Regions from separate parts of the Oryctolagus cuniculus genome. Here region 1 is linked to region 2. A link is a contact called in public Micro-C data. All regions are on one chromosome and are shown on one strand. The core of a region is the stretch at or near the end of the contact, and the rest is flanking DNA. Distances in the headings are between cores, read along the strand shown. Region 1 overlaps ZNF703 (zinc finger protein 703). Region 2 has its middle 360 kb from the start of ZNF703.

Region 1 (6,302 bases), core at 2,555-5,054, 360 kb before region 2:
TAATGCACAGCACATTATGAAAATGGTAATTCAAACCCACGGTGCTCCAAATTAAACCATACATTATCGGATGCACTCAGCCATCTATTTCGCGAAAAGACAGGATGAATGAAATCAAATCAAACAGAACACCGGAGTGCGGCTTCCTCCACGGGATGGTGAATATGGTGCAGGGCCCCGGGATTACGGCAAGATGAATTGCACCGTAACCCAGGCGTACATCGGAAGGGACTTAGTGCCTACACAGAGAGACACATGCCCCATGCACGGGGCAGGGCAAGGCCACTGGACAGGGCAGGGGTCCCTACGTCTCGCACTCGGGCAACCAGTGTCCCAGGAAGCGAGAAGCCCAACAGGACACAATTCCATCCAAGGCCAACCCATGTCTGAGGGTGAGACTTTTACTCCTCCTCCCTTGCTCTCACTGCTGCCCACAAGGCCACAAAAATAACCAGGCAAGAGGTGTGAAAACAGGACCCGGAGCCAGGAACTCCCAGGGTCTCAGGTTCCCGCCCTGTGGCTTCCACCCTTCCTGGGGCCTTGGGAACACCCGCCCAGTTTCTGGCGCCTGGAAGAGACCAGGGGAAAGGAGGGGAGCAGGACTCGGAAGAGAAGGAGGTGGAGAAGAAGGTGGACTGGAATCTCAAAGCTGAATCAATCATGCAAATCAACAGTTGGTAGGGGAGGGCTGACTCTATTAACGCGGCAACTTTGTTTCATGGGAATTGTGCTATTGAAAGCAGGAACTCCCCCACAGCTAATTAAGCAGCCACCTTTCCTAGGAAATCCTCAGTTACCTGCCCCTTGGGGTCGTGTCCCAGTGGTAGTTGGGGGCAGCCCGGGTCCCCGCCCCCCAGCCAGCAGCCTCCTTCCCAGTCCCCCAAAGCAACCAATACATTTGACAGGCGAAATTCAGGTGGGAGTTTTTCACCCTTCACTGCCCCCCCTCCAGGGTGCCAGGTCAGTTCCCCCTGGTCTGTGGGATTGAGCTCGCTCTGGGAAATCGGGAGTCTCCTCCTCCAGCTCTTTCCCACGGTGCCGGGGCGCCCTGAAATCTGTAAAGTAACAGGGAAGCCCAGGTCTCCTTGCTGAAGGAGCAGGGTCAGTTACAGCAGGCATTCAAAACCACACAAAACCAGTGGGGCTGTGATGGAACTTGTGAGGAGGGGAAAGACCGGGAAGAAATAAACAGCCAACAAAACAGAGAAGAAGGACAACAGAGCAACATTTCAGGTCTTTTTCAATCCACACCCCAAGAAATCCGACCACACTGGTCCCCCAGCGAGGCACTGCTCGCAGCCTGGCTCTGCCAGCCCAGGGACACCAGCAGCCCCGGCTCCTTTCCCTGGGACCCACACATGGTCAGTACTTACTCTTAGCATGGTCAGTACTGACTCTGCACACGAACACAGAGACAGTGCACACAAACACAGAGACACTGCACACAAACACACAGACCCAGTACACAAACACACAGATGGTGCACATGAACACACACTGCACACAACCACACAGACACTGCACACAGCCACACAGACACAGTACACAAACACACAGATGGTGCACACAACCACACAGACACTGCACACAGCCACACAGACACTGCACACAGCCACACAGATGGTGCACATGAACACACACTGCACACACACAGACACTGCACACAACCACACAGATGGTACACACGAACACATACTGCACACGAACACACAGACACTGCACACAACCACACAGACACTGCACACAGCCACACAGACACTGCACACAACCACACAGATGGTGCACATGAACACACACTGCACACAGCCAGACACTGTATACAACCACACAGACACTGCACACAACCACACAGACACTGCACACAGCCACACAGACACTGCACACAAACACACAGATGGTACATACGAACACACGCCCTGCACATGAACACACAGACGCTGTGTATGACCAGACAGTGCACACGAACACGGTGCACACAGACACTGCACATGAACACACAGACACTGCACACAAACACACAGATGCTGCACACAGTCACTACACATGACCACACAGATATTGTACATGACCACACAGACACTGCACAGGAACATACAGACACTGCACACACACACACAGATGCTGCACACGAACACACACTGCACATGAACACACTGCACATGACCACACAGATGCTGCACACATGAACACACTGCACAGACATTGCACACAAACACAGACACTGCACATGACCATACAGTGCATATGAACACACACTGCACACAATCACAGATGCTGCCACGAGCAGACACTGCACATGACCACACACAGTGCACACGACCACACAGATGGTGCACATGAACACACACACTGCGCACAAACACACACACTGCACATGAACACAGACACCGTATATGAACACAACACTACACACGAACACACAGATACTGCACACGGCCAGACACTACATACGACCACACTGACACTGCACATGACCACACTGCACATACACACAACACAGATACTGCATGTGAACACAGAAAGCACACACAGATGTGCACACGAATACATACTGCACAAGAACACAGACACTGCACAAGAGCACACACACTGCACATGCACACAGATGGTACACATGCACAGACACGACACACACACACAGACTGCACAAAAACACTACACACATAGACACTGCATATGCACACAGACGGTGCACATGAACACACAGATGGTGCACACACAGACTGCACACGGACACAGACACACACACGAACTGCACACAGATGGTGCAAATGAACAGACGGTGCACACGGACACTGCGCATGAACATGGACACTGCACACAAGCACAGACGGTGCACATGCACACCCAGACACTGCGCAGAGTACTCTCTCTGCACTGTGGTAGAGTTCCCAGAGTGCCGGCTGAGACGGCACCCCCACCCTCCGCCCGGAGCGCTGGTGCCCACGCCGCAGAGCACGCCGTTTGCGCGGTACGAGGGTTAAGCCAAGGCCGAGAGCCCGGGGGTGCCAAAGCCACGCAGAGCCCACGTGGAGCGGCGGCCAGCAGGGGGCGCGCGAGGCCGCCTCCCAGCGCGGGCCAGCGTGGCCCCGCGCACCCGCCGCCCGGAGCACCGGCTGCGGCGCCGAGGCGGCACGCGAGACGGCGCCCCACTCTCGGCTGTGGAAGCTTGAGTCGGGCGAGCAAGCGCAACAAACGGGCCGGGGGCCGGCTTCACGGTCCCCTTCTCAGCAGCCCCCAAGCTTGGTTCCCAGCAAGACTCTGGGGGTGCAAGCGAGGGGGGAGCCCCACGCCCTCAGTAGGAACGCCACCTCCGAAACACCGAGCGGGCCGCCGTCGGGTCTGTGGGCCGCCTGCCGCTCGCCTGCCCGCCACCAGGTGGCGCCGGAGGCACGCGGTCTCCGCCCGCCCGCCGGCCTCGGGTGGGCCTCGGCCCCGCGAACCCCAGTTTTACAAATGCCTCCCCCCTCCCCCGACCCCGGGTTCGACGTTTGACAAGAACGCAACTCCAGGCGTCTGGGTAAGTGCGTCGGCGCGGGACTTTCTGGAGGAACGAGGCGTTCCGCCGCCGCCTGGCTGGCTGCGAGCGGGACAGCGCGTGAGGCGACAGAGAGACACACCACGGTGTGAATATAGCCAAGAATTCCATTTATTAACAAAATAAGTCTTACCAAGGGAGCGCTCTGTTCACCCACACGGGCCCCGCAGCCCCCGGCGGGGCGGGGAGAAGACCCCGGGCCGCTGCCGCCGCGGGGGGGGGGGCGTCCGCTTCTGACCCCGCGCGCCGGAGGGGGCTCGCCGAGGACCCCGCCCCCGCCGCCGCAGCCCGGCCTAGGCAGAGAGACCACGACTATAATGCACTTTGCAGAAAAAAAAAAAAAAAATTAAAAAAGAGCCGAGCTCCACGCCAGCGGGCGGCGGGACCACCAGTGTCGGGGCCCGGAGGGAGGGGTCTGGAAGGGGGCCGGGGACGGGGGGGGGTGTGAGGGGGTCAAGGGTCGGGGGCCAGGTGCACCCCTCCCGTGGTGAGCTCGGGGTGGGGGAAGCTCCGGTCGGGGAGCAGGGCAGTCAATAGGGGGGCCCAGACCCAGGGTCCCTCGGGAGGGGACGCAGGGCTGCCGCTAAGAGGCGCTCACGGGCCCCTCCCCCCTGCACCCCAAACCGTGTTACAGAAACCATAACTCCGCTGCTTGTCCAAAGGAAAAAACCAGAACCTCGAATGGAAGCAAACCAGAGGGGAAAAGGAGGGTGGGGTGGTGGTGGTGGTGGTGATGGTGGTGGTGGGTGTCGTTTCAAGGGGAGAAGACGCATGCAAGAAATCCCCCTGCGAGGGAAAACCGAACTCACCCTCCTTCCCTAAAACCAAACCAAGCAGGAAAGGAAAAAAAAAAAGCATCAAACTTTAAAAAACTTCTACCTAAGGGGTGGGGGTGGGGGGTGAAAAAAAGGGCAGGAAGAGGGGGCGGGGATGTAGTTATTGGTGTGATTAATATTATTACAGCCTTTCTGCATACCATCGACTCGTGTGGGCCGTTAATGCACTTATATTCCCAGCTTGTAAGCGAACAGTAAATAAATACACAGTCCGGTGGGGAGGGCGGGGGGCTTCCGGCGGGGCGAGCAGCGAAGCGGGAAGCGGCAGCGGCGGCGGTGGCCGGAGGGACCGCAGTTACTGGTACCCGAGCGCAGAGGCCGAGGCCAGTCTCTGTCCGTACAGCGCGTATGGCGAGTAGTAGGGTCCGGCTGTGGGCAGCGACGGCACGGCCAGGCCCCCCGCTGTGGATAAGTGGCCCTTGCCATAGGGGTGGTACCGGCTTAGCCCCAAAGTGTGTGGACTCCGCATGGACAGCGACCCGGGGCTGCCGGGCGCGGCGGGTGGGGGCAGGTGCAGGTGGCAGGAGGCTGCGGCGGCGGCGGCGGCAGCGGCGGCGGCGGCGCTGCCCAGGCCCGAGGCCCCGGGGTAGGCGGCCAGGAGTTTCTCGGCGCCCGGCAGGGCCGTGTGAGTCCGTAGGTGGCTGAGCAGCTCCTCCGAGGTGGCGAAGCGCTTGTCGCAAGGCCCGCTGGCCGCCACCCAGTTGCAGCTGTGCGGCAGAGGTTCGTTCTGCAGCATGAAGCCATAGGTGTAGAGCGGGTGGCCGGGGAGCGCGCCCTGGGCCGCGCTGGACGAGAGCGCGGCGGGCTGCAGCGGGTGCCCGGGGTACACCAGCGGGTAGCCCCCCGCCTTCAGGCTGGGCCCCGCAGGGTCGTGCGCGCTGCAGGTGGAGCAGCTGGAGCCGCCGAGGTGCGAGGCGCTGTGGTAACCTCCCAGGCAGTAGGGGTCACGGCATAATCCCTGCAGGAAGGAGGGCGGAGAGGCCCCGGTGAGTGGGCTGGAGCTGGGGGGCTTCCCGGGCGGCAGCCCCAGGCCCCCCGACAGCTGGCCCCCCACGAGGCCGGACTTGCTGGGATCCAGGCCAGGCACGAACTGGGACGGGTAGCCGGCGTAGGCGCCCACGATGGAGCCGTGGTAGCCGATGCTGGAGGGAGGCAGCGGGAATACCGAGTGGCCGGGTTTGTAGGGCGACACCGGCGCCACATGGCCAGCCCCCACCAGGGCCGAGGGCGGCTCCGACTTGCGCTCAGAGGACCCGGCCTCGGCGCCGCCGTGTGCGCTCGGCTCCCCGCCGCCGCCAACGCCGCGGCTCACGGCCGCCGGCTCTGGGCTGGGCTTGGCTTCCTGGTCTTTCTTGTCCAGCTCGCCGCCGCCGTTCTTGCAGTCCGAGTGGTGTGGGGAGCCGCCGCGGGAGCCGCCGGGCGAAGACGAGGACGAGGACGCGGAGACTGCCGCTCCATGCGGGGGAAAGGGCGGGCAGGCGGCGCTGGGGACCCTGAACCCCGCCTTGTCTCCCGGGGACGAGGCGGACGAGGAGGAGGTGGAGGACACGGAGGAGGAGCCGCTGTCTTTGCGGGAGTCGCCACCGCCGGAGCCCTTGGAGTAGGGCTTGAAGCTGGATTTGTCCTCGGCCGGGGCGTCTCCCAGCTGCTTGAGCGCGGCGGACGCGGAGCCGGCGCCTGGGGCCGAGCGGCCGGGGTCCTTGTCTGCTCCCAGCCCGTTGGCCGCGGCCGCTACGGAGTTGAGCTTGGACGAGGGCGGCGGGTCGGGCTTGCCGATCTGCGAGCAGGTCTGGGCCAGCAGCGCCAATGGACTCTTCTTGGCGTCCAGCTGTGGGCGACAGAGGCAAGGGGAGAGGCGAGGGGGTGAGATTCGGAGGCCGGCGGGGCGGGCGCGCGGGGGGGGGGGGCGAGGAGGGCCTCGGGACGAC
Region 2 (5,961 bases), core at 2,387-4,886:
GCTGGCTAGAAGGGGTTACTTCCTCTTGCCTCACTCTGTAAGGCTCAGGGGCAGCAGAAAGGTGGGTGTGGACACTGCCATCGACAGCTTTGAATCCCAAAGTGGGGTGCTGTGTGGCAGAGCGGAGTAAGCCCCGGGTTCCGTGACAGCGGCTTATAACTACCCACTGTTGGCCTCGGCTCTGCCCAGACACAACGCACAGTCAACAATGGGATTTGTATAAGGATCTCAGAATGGGATTACAGGGGCTGGCATTGTGGTGTGGTGGGTTAAGCCTCTACTTGTGAGGCTGCATCCCCTATGGGTGCCTGTTCGAGTCCCGGCTGCTCCACTTCAATCCAGCTCCCTGCTAACGCGCCTGGGAAAGCAGTGGAATGCAATGCAAGGGTCTGAGCTCCTACCACCCACATGGGAGACCTGGATGGAGTTCCTCGCTCCAGACTTGAGCCTGGCTATGTTGTGTGCTTGGCATCTAAGGTTAGCAGGCTGTTGGGGGTTGGCACAAGACATGGTACCACTGCCTTGAAATCTGTGCTTTGTGCTTATTTCCAGCTCCAGCCACGCCTGCTGCCGTCTACACAGGCAAGCGTGAGTTACAGGCTTTTGCTACCCACCCCCAACAAGGAAAACATCGTAGTCAGCCTTCGAGGGTGAGTGAGGATTTCTGAATGTAGTAGGGCTGAATGCTGCCTTCTTTCCACCTTTCACCCTGGAATTTAAGAGGCCCCCGGAGCAGCTGGTTTATTAGGGGCCCGTAAGAACCGCACTATAACCAGGACACCGCCGGTCATAAACCTGTACTTGAAGTTTGCAACAAATCCTGTAATGGTGAGCCAGGATGAGCTCTTGTCTCCGTCAGCACAAAAAAGAAAATAAAAGAAAATAAAAGGGCGAAATGCAAACTCAAGCAGAAAGAGACAGGAGGGAGGGAAGGCAGGAAGCACGCGGGAGAGAAACAACAGCAATGCTTGGCGTGGTGGCGATCGCGGCTGTCGTGGTGTGAAGAAAAACAGGTGCGGCGGTGAAGATCCCTGCCCACGAGACCCCAGGGCAGGGCCTGGCTCCTGAGAAGAGGGGGAGAGGGACAACTTGAATGGAAGACGAACACACACACACACACACGCACACACATGCATGGCCAAACAAGGAGAGGCTAAGAGCAAAACCCGTGTCCACAACACAGTCATCTTGGGGCCTTGATGCAGCTTCCACGGTTGATGGCTTGCAACCACGTGGGAGGCGAAGGCTGGAGTATCTTCTCTCCTCTCTGCTGGTGCTGCTTGGGCGCTAAACTGACTTTCCTGTGACTAGCCTGAGATACTCTAAGGTGGCACAAGGGCCGTGTTAGCATAGAGCGAGCTAGACCTCAGCACACCCGCTGCCCACTGAGGCCAGGACAGCAATCAGGACAGACAGAGCCTTCTGGAAACAGCGAGAGGCCAGCACTCACCCGCCCGGCCCCTGCTCTGCAGGGCACTTGCTTTGGCCCTAGTCCCCATGCACCACTGTGGCAAACCCTGCCATGCCACAGCGCAAGGTCCGTTCCTCCTTCCTCATCAGCACGACCCTGATTTTATTTGGGGTGACCGTGTGAAGTTTGCTGGGGGATTCAGGGAAAATGCTTGCTTTCCTGAGAACTGAGGAAAAAAAGGCTGGTGGCTTCCTTCTCCTCTGTTCTTCCCTTGAACACTGACGTGATGTCTGGAGCTGCAGGAGCCATAATGTGACTGTCAGAGAAGGCAAAAGCCAACACCCCAAAGATTACAAGACAGACATTTCAAAAACTGATCCAGCACCTCCCACCTCTGAACCTCTGTTATAGGAGAAAAATAAACACTCCTTTGTTTAAGTTGCTGCTAGTTCAGTTTTTTTTGGTATTTTTTTTTTTTTTTTTGTTTTGTTTTGTTTTTCAGAACCTGCAGGCAAACTCCGTTGTGACGGGGACGTTCACAGAGAAGGGACTTGGCACCTTTTTGCTTTTTTAACTTCCAGCCTCCCTGTTGCCTTTCTCTAGCTCATGCATCTTAGTTGCCAAAGTATTAAATAACCCTCCACATTCCTGCTGGTGTAAAACTATGCCTTGGGCTGGGCTGGGGCAAAGGGAGAAGCTTCCGGGCCCCGGCTGGCTCAGATCTCTCCAGCTGTCTGTTCGTGGCCCCTGCCCTCCCGTGTCCCTGCCGCCAGCACTCCTAGGATCTCAGCTGGCCCCAGCCTGCACTTGGGGCTTACTCCTGGGACCTCATCTCCGATCTCAAACGGGTTAAAAATTTTTATCGATTTATTTTTCTTTTTTTGCCAGTATGTAGGGAGGAAGAAGAGGGAAAATAAATTATACATCTCCCAAGATACGATCTGTAGTTAATTCTTAATTAGGACTGACAGATGCTTCCCCCATAATCCTATTCCCAACATGTTCTGTTTGCTTTGTTTGGTGCTGGAAGATATATTGTGACACAGTAATGACCTTTCTAAGCTTGTCCTGGAAGTGTTATTGGCATTCTAATGATTTATTGCATGTTCCAGTTGATTAGAGGGCCATTTGTCAACATTTTATTTCTCTCTCCATAAACCTGTCTCCTGCGTCACAGGACATTCACTGGCATGAAATTTAAACAAATACAGTACACAGCTCTTATTCAACTGCTGGCTTCACTCAGAGGCTTGGCGCTTACCCGTTCTGGCCAAGGAGGTCTTTTTATGACTCAGGCCGCTGTGGCTTCCGCGCAGGGGCAGGTCCTGGTGTCTTTCGGAGACTGGGAATGACTGTCCTCCGTATTGATTGTCCATTTCCTGCAGTGGGAGTCCTCCTTTGTAAAATAAACTCATATAGATTGTGTAAAGATTTGCTTTATTTATTTGAAAAGCAGAATGGGAGAGAGGGAGGGAGGGAGGGAGAGAGAGAGAGAGAGAGAGAGAGATCTTCCATCTGCTGATTCGCTCCTCAAATGACTGCAACAGCCGATGCTGGGCCAGGCTGAAGCCACGAGCCTGGAACTCCATCCGGGTCTTCCACATGGGCGGCAGGAGCCCAAGCACTTGAGCCATCTTCTGCTGCCTTCCCAGGCACATTAACAGGAAGCTGGATCGGAAGTGATGTAGTCTGGGCTCTGCCAGCATTGCAGGCGGCAGCTTAACCCGCTAAGCTACAATGCTGTCCCTAAATGTATAAGTGCATAAAATTAAAACTACATATATATATATATATATATATATACATATATATATATATATTTGACAGGCAGAGAATTTAAGTCATCTTCCATGAATCTCTGAGAGGCAGAGATTGAGAGCGATTGAGACAGAGAGACAGAGAGACAGAGAGAGAGAGGGAGAGAGGGAGAATGATCACTTATATCTACCGATTCACTCCCTAAATGTGCATAATGATTGGGGCTTGCCCTGGCCAAAGCTGGCCGAAGCTGGGAGCTGAGAACTCCACCCAGATCTCCTCTATGGTGTGAGGGACCCATCACTGCCGCCTCCCAGGGTCTGCGTTGTGGGGGGGTTGGAACTGGATGTCAGAGAGCCTGATGTGGGAAGTGGACGTCTTACCCGCCACGTTGCATGGCCTTCCGAGGAAGACTTTTCTGAGCCGAGTCGCTCAGATCAGCTTCCCGTTGCTCGCACCGCCTCCGTCTCAGGGTTTCCAGGCAGTCATCTGATGCCCGTTGGCACGCAAGGCAGAGCTTGGCTGCAGCAGGAGCTGCTGACCTGCCCCAACCAGCCAGCCTGGCGGCTTTGCCTCTGAACTCTTTGCAACCACCGACTCACCACCCAAGGGACAGGACTGAGCAAGCCCAGGGGACACGCAGGGAAAATATGAGTCATGCCAGCGCGGGGCGAAGGCTCGTCCTCTTCCGGGCTCCCTGAGTGACCTTGGGCCCCTGCCGGCTCATCCAGGCCCTCAGAGTTTTGGGATGAACACGTTCATTACCCATGCAGCGCTGGGAAGCCCTTTTGAGAAAGGCTTTATATAAACGCCTGGATGGCCAGCTCTCTGCTGTGGCCCGGGAGTGCAGTGGAGGATGGCCCAAGTGCTTGGGCCCTGCACCCCATGGGAGACCAGGAGAAGCATCTGGCTCCTGCCATCGGATCAGCGCGGTGCGCCGGCCGCGGCGGCCATTGGAGGGTGAACCAACGGCAAAGGAAGACCTTTCTCTCTGTCTCTCTCTCACTGTCCACTCTGCCTGTCAAAAAAATAAAAATAAAAAAATAAAAAAATAAATGCCTGGATCTTCTCGTGCTGACACTGCGTCAGTTAACAAGCTTCTGAGCTGCTCTGTGAGACACTGGGTGGGAGGGCAGTGGTGATGGGGAAGGAACAGGGCTTGCTTTCAGCCCCAGCTTGAGAAGCTGCGACTATTCACCTGTGTGTGTGCACACGCATTTGCTCAGTCACAACCCTGACTTGCTAAGGTTCAAGATCAGCCTGACGGGCCAGCACTGTGGTACAACGGCTTACGACTCCAGCATCCCAAGTGAGCAGGGGTCAAGTCCTGGCTGCTCTGCTTCCGACCCAGCTCCTTGAAAATGCACCTGGGAAAGCATTAGAGGTTGGCCCCAAGTGCTTGGGTCCCTGCCTCCACCAGGGAGAGACCCAGATGGAGTTCCTGGCTCCTGGCTTGGGTCTGGATTAGCCCTGGCTGTTGTGGGCATTTGGGGAGTGAACCAGCACAGTTCTCTTTCTATCAAATAAATACACACAGGAGTCTTCTTTCCTCTTTCTAGGAGACGATGCAACCTGAACCGTGCCTAGCTACCCTCACACTTCTGCGTCTCCAGGAGATTCCGATCCCAGTCCCCAGTGCTGTGTCTGTTCAGGAGATTCCGATCCCAGTCCCCAGTGCTGTGTCTGTTCAGGAGATTCCGATCCCAGTCCCCAGTGCTGTGTCTGTTAAGTTAGGCGGTGACACTGGGAAGCTAAGATGCAGCCCTGCATGTGGGAGATCCACGTGTGCTTCCCACAGGCCTCCCCTGACCTCCACGTTGACAGTGACTCTGTGATTCACCAGCACGTGTTAGCTCCCCGAGAGCTGCGTTCTCTTCTTGCAATGTATTTCTCACTGCATGGCCTGTGCGTGCATCTACCCAGCCAGTGACCCAGTCAGAAACCTGCGAAGCACCGTCGTTGGCTCCCTGCTTCCCCTGACCTTCCGTAGGGCCTGGTGGCGTCTGTACATGGAGTATTTATTTGCACTACCCCCCGCCACACACACACACACACACACACACGCTCAACAATCTCTTGTTGGACCATGACAATGCATGCCTTGCCTCTTCGTCCCTGGCTGGTGAGAAAGCCTGCACCAGGAGGTGGCAGCCAACTCTCTGTGACCATCTGGAGCCTTCTCCCGGCTGCCGCAGGGTGGTGGCACAGAGAATCCATGGCCTCCAGTGATGGAAGGAGACCACAGCCTCCCTGCACTTGCGGGGCGTTTTTACCCCAACCGGAGGATGGGGAGACGGTGTGCTGTGCGGATGCTGCTGAATGCTGGACAGCCAAACAATGACAAGTATCTGCCCTGGCCTGCCCTTCCCCACCCCCTTTATGACCTGGCTGCCCCTGGGGTTTCACACTCTCTTGTAAGCCACTGATCCCCCAGGTTGAAGTCCTCAACTGTAAAATCAGGCCTGGTCCTCTGAGCCTGGCATTTCAGACAACTCCGGACCTTGCCCTTGGGTCCCTGGTCCATAGAAGCTCCTGCTCCACCATGCCATTTCTGGCCTCTCCTCCTCCTCCTCCTCCTCCTCTTCCTCCTCCTCCTTCTTCTTCTTCTTCTTCTTCTTTGACAGGCAGAGTGGACAGTGAGAGAGAGAGAGACAGAGAGAAAGGTCTTCCGCATTTGCTGTTGGTTCACCCTCCAATGGCCGCCACAGCCAGCGCACCGCGCTGATCCGATGGCAGGAGCCAGGTACTTCTCCTGGTCTCCCATGGGGTGCAGGACCCAAGTACCTGGGCCA

What was found. Hi-C and Micro-C count contacts between places; a contact is called where the count stands out from the background.
Region 1: a contact with region 2 is called in a Micro-C map of ear pinna, with 8 times the contacts expected there. The contact joins two enhancer-like sites. A contact is called at or near these places in 2 of 6 Hi-C or Micro-C datasets (ear pinna and psoas muscle).

The regions. Positions count from the first base shown.
Region 1 is chr2:87,560,988-87,567,289 of mOryCun1.1, reverse strand. ZNF703 (zinc finger protein 703) reads right to left here. Exons shown (of 2, transcript XM_070068547.1): 2 at 3,628-6,202. The coding sequence ends at 4,670. Among named protein-coding and RNA genes, the nearest start is that of ZNF703, 4.4 kb to the right of the region's middle. Within about 2 kb of position 3,804, at least 2 of the 8 cell types and tissues checked have an H3K27ac peak or open chromatin away from gene starts, as enhancers often do. A contact at or near this core is called in ear pinna, where this site is marked.
Region 2 is chr2:87,197,181-87,203,141 of mOryCun1.1, reverse strand. No RefSeq gene overlaps it. Among named protein-coding and RNA genes, the nearest start is that of ZNF703, 360 kb to the left of the region's middle. Within about 2 kb of position 3,636, at least 5 of the 8 cell types and tissues checked have an H3K27ac peak or open chromatin away from gene starts, as enhancers often do. A contact at or near this core is called in ear pinna, where this site is marked.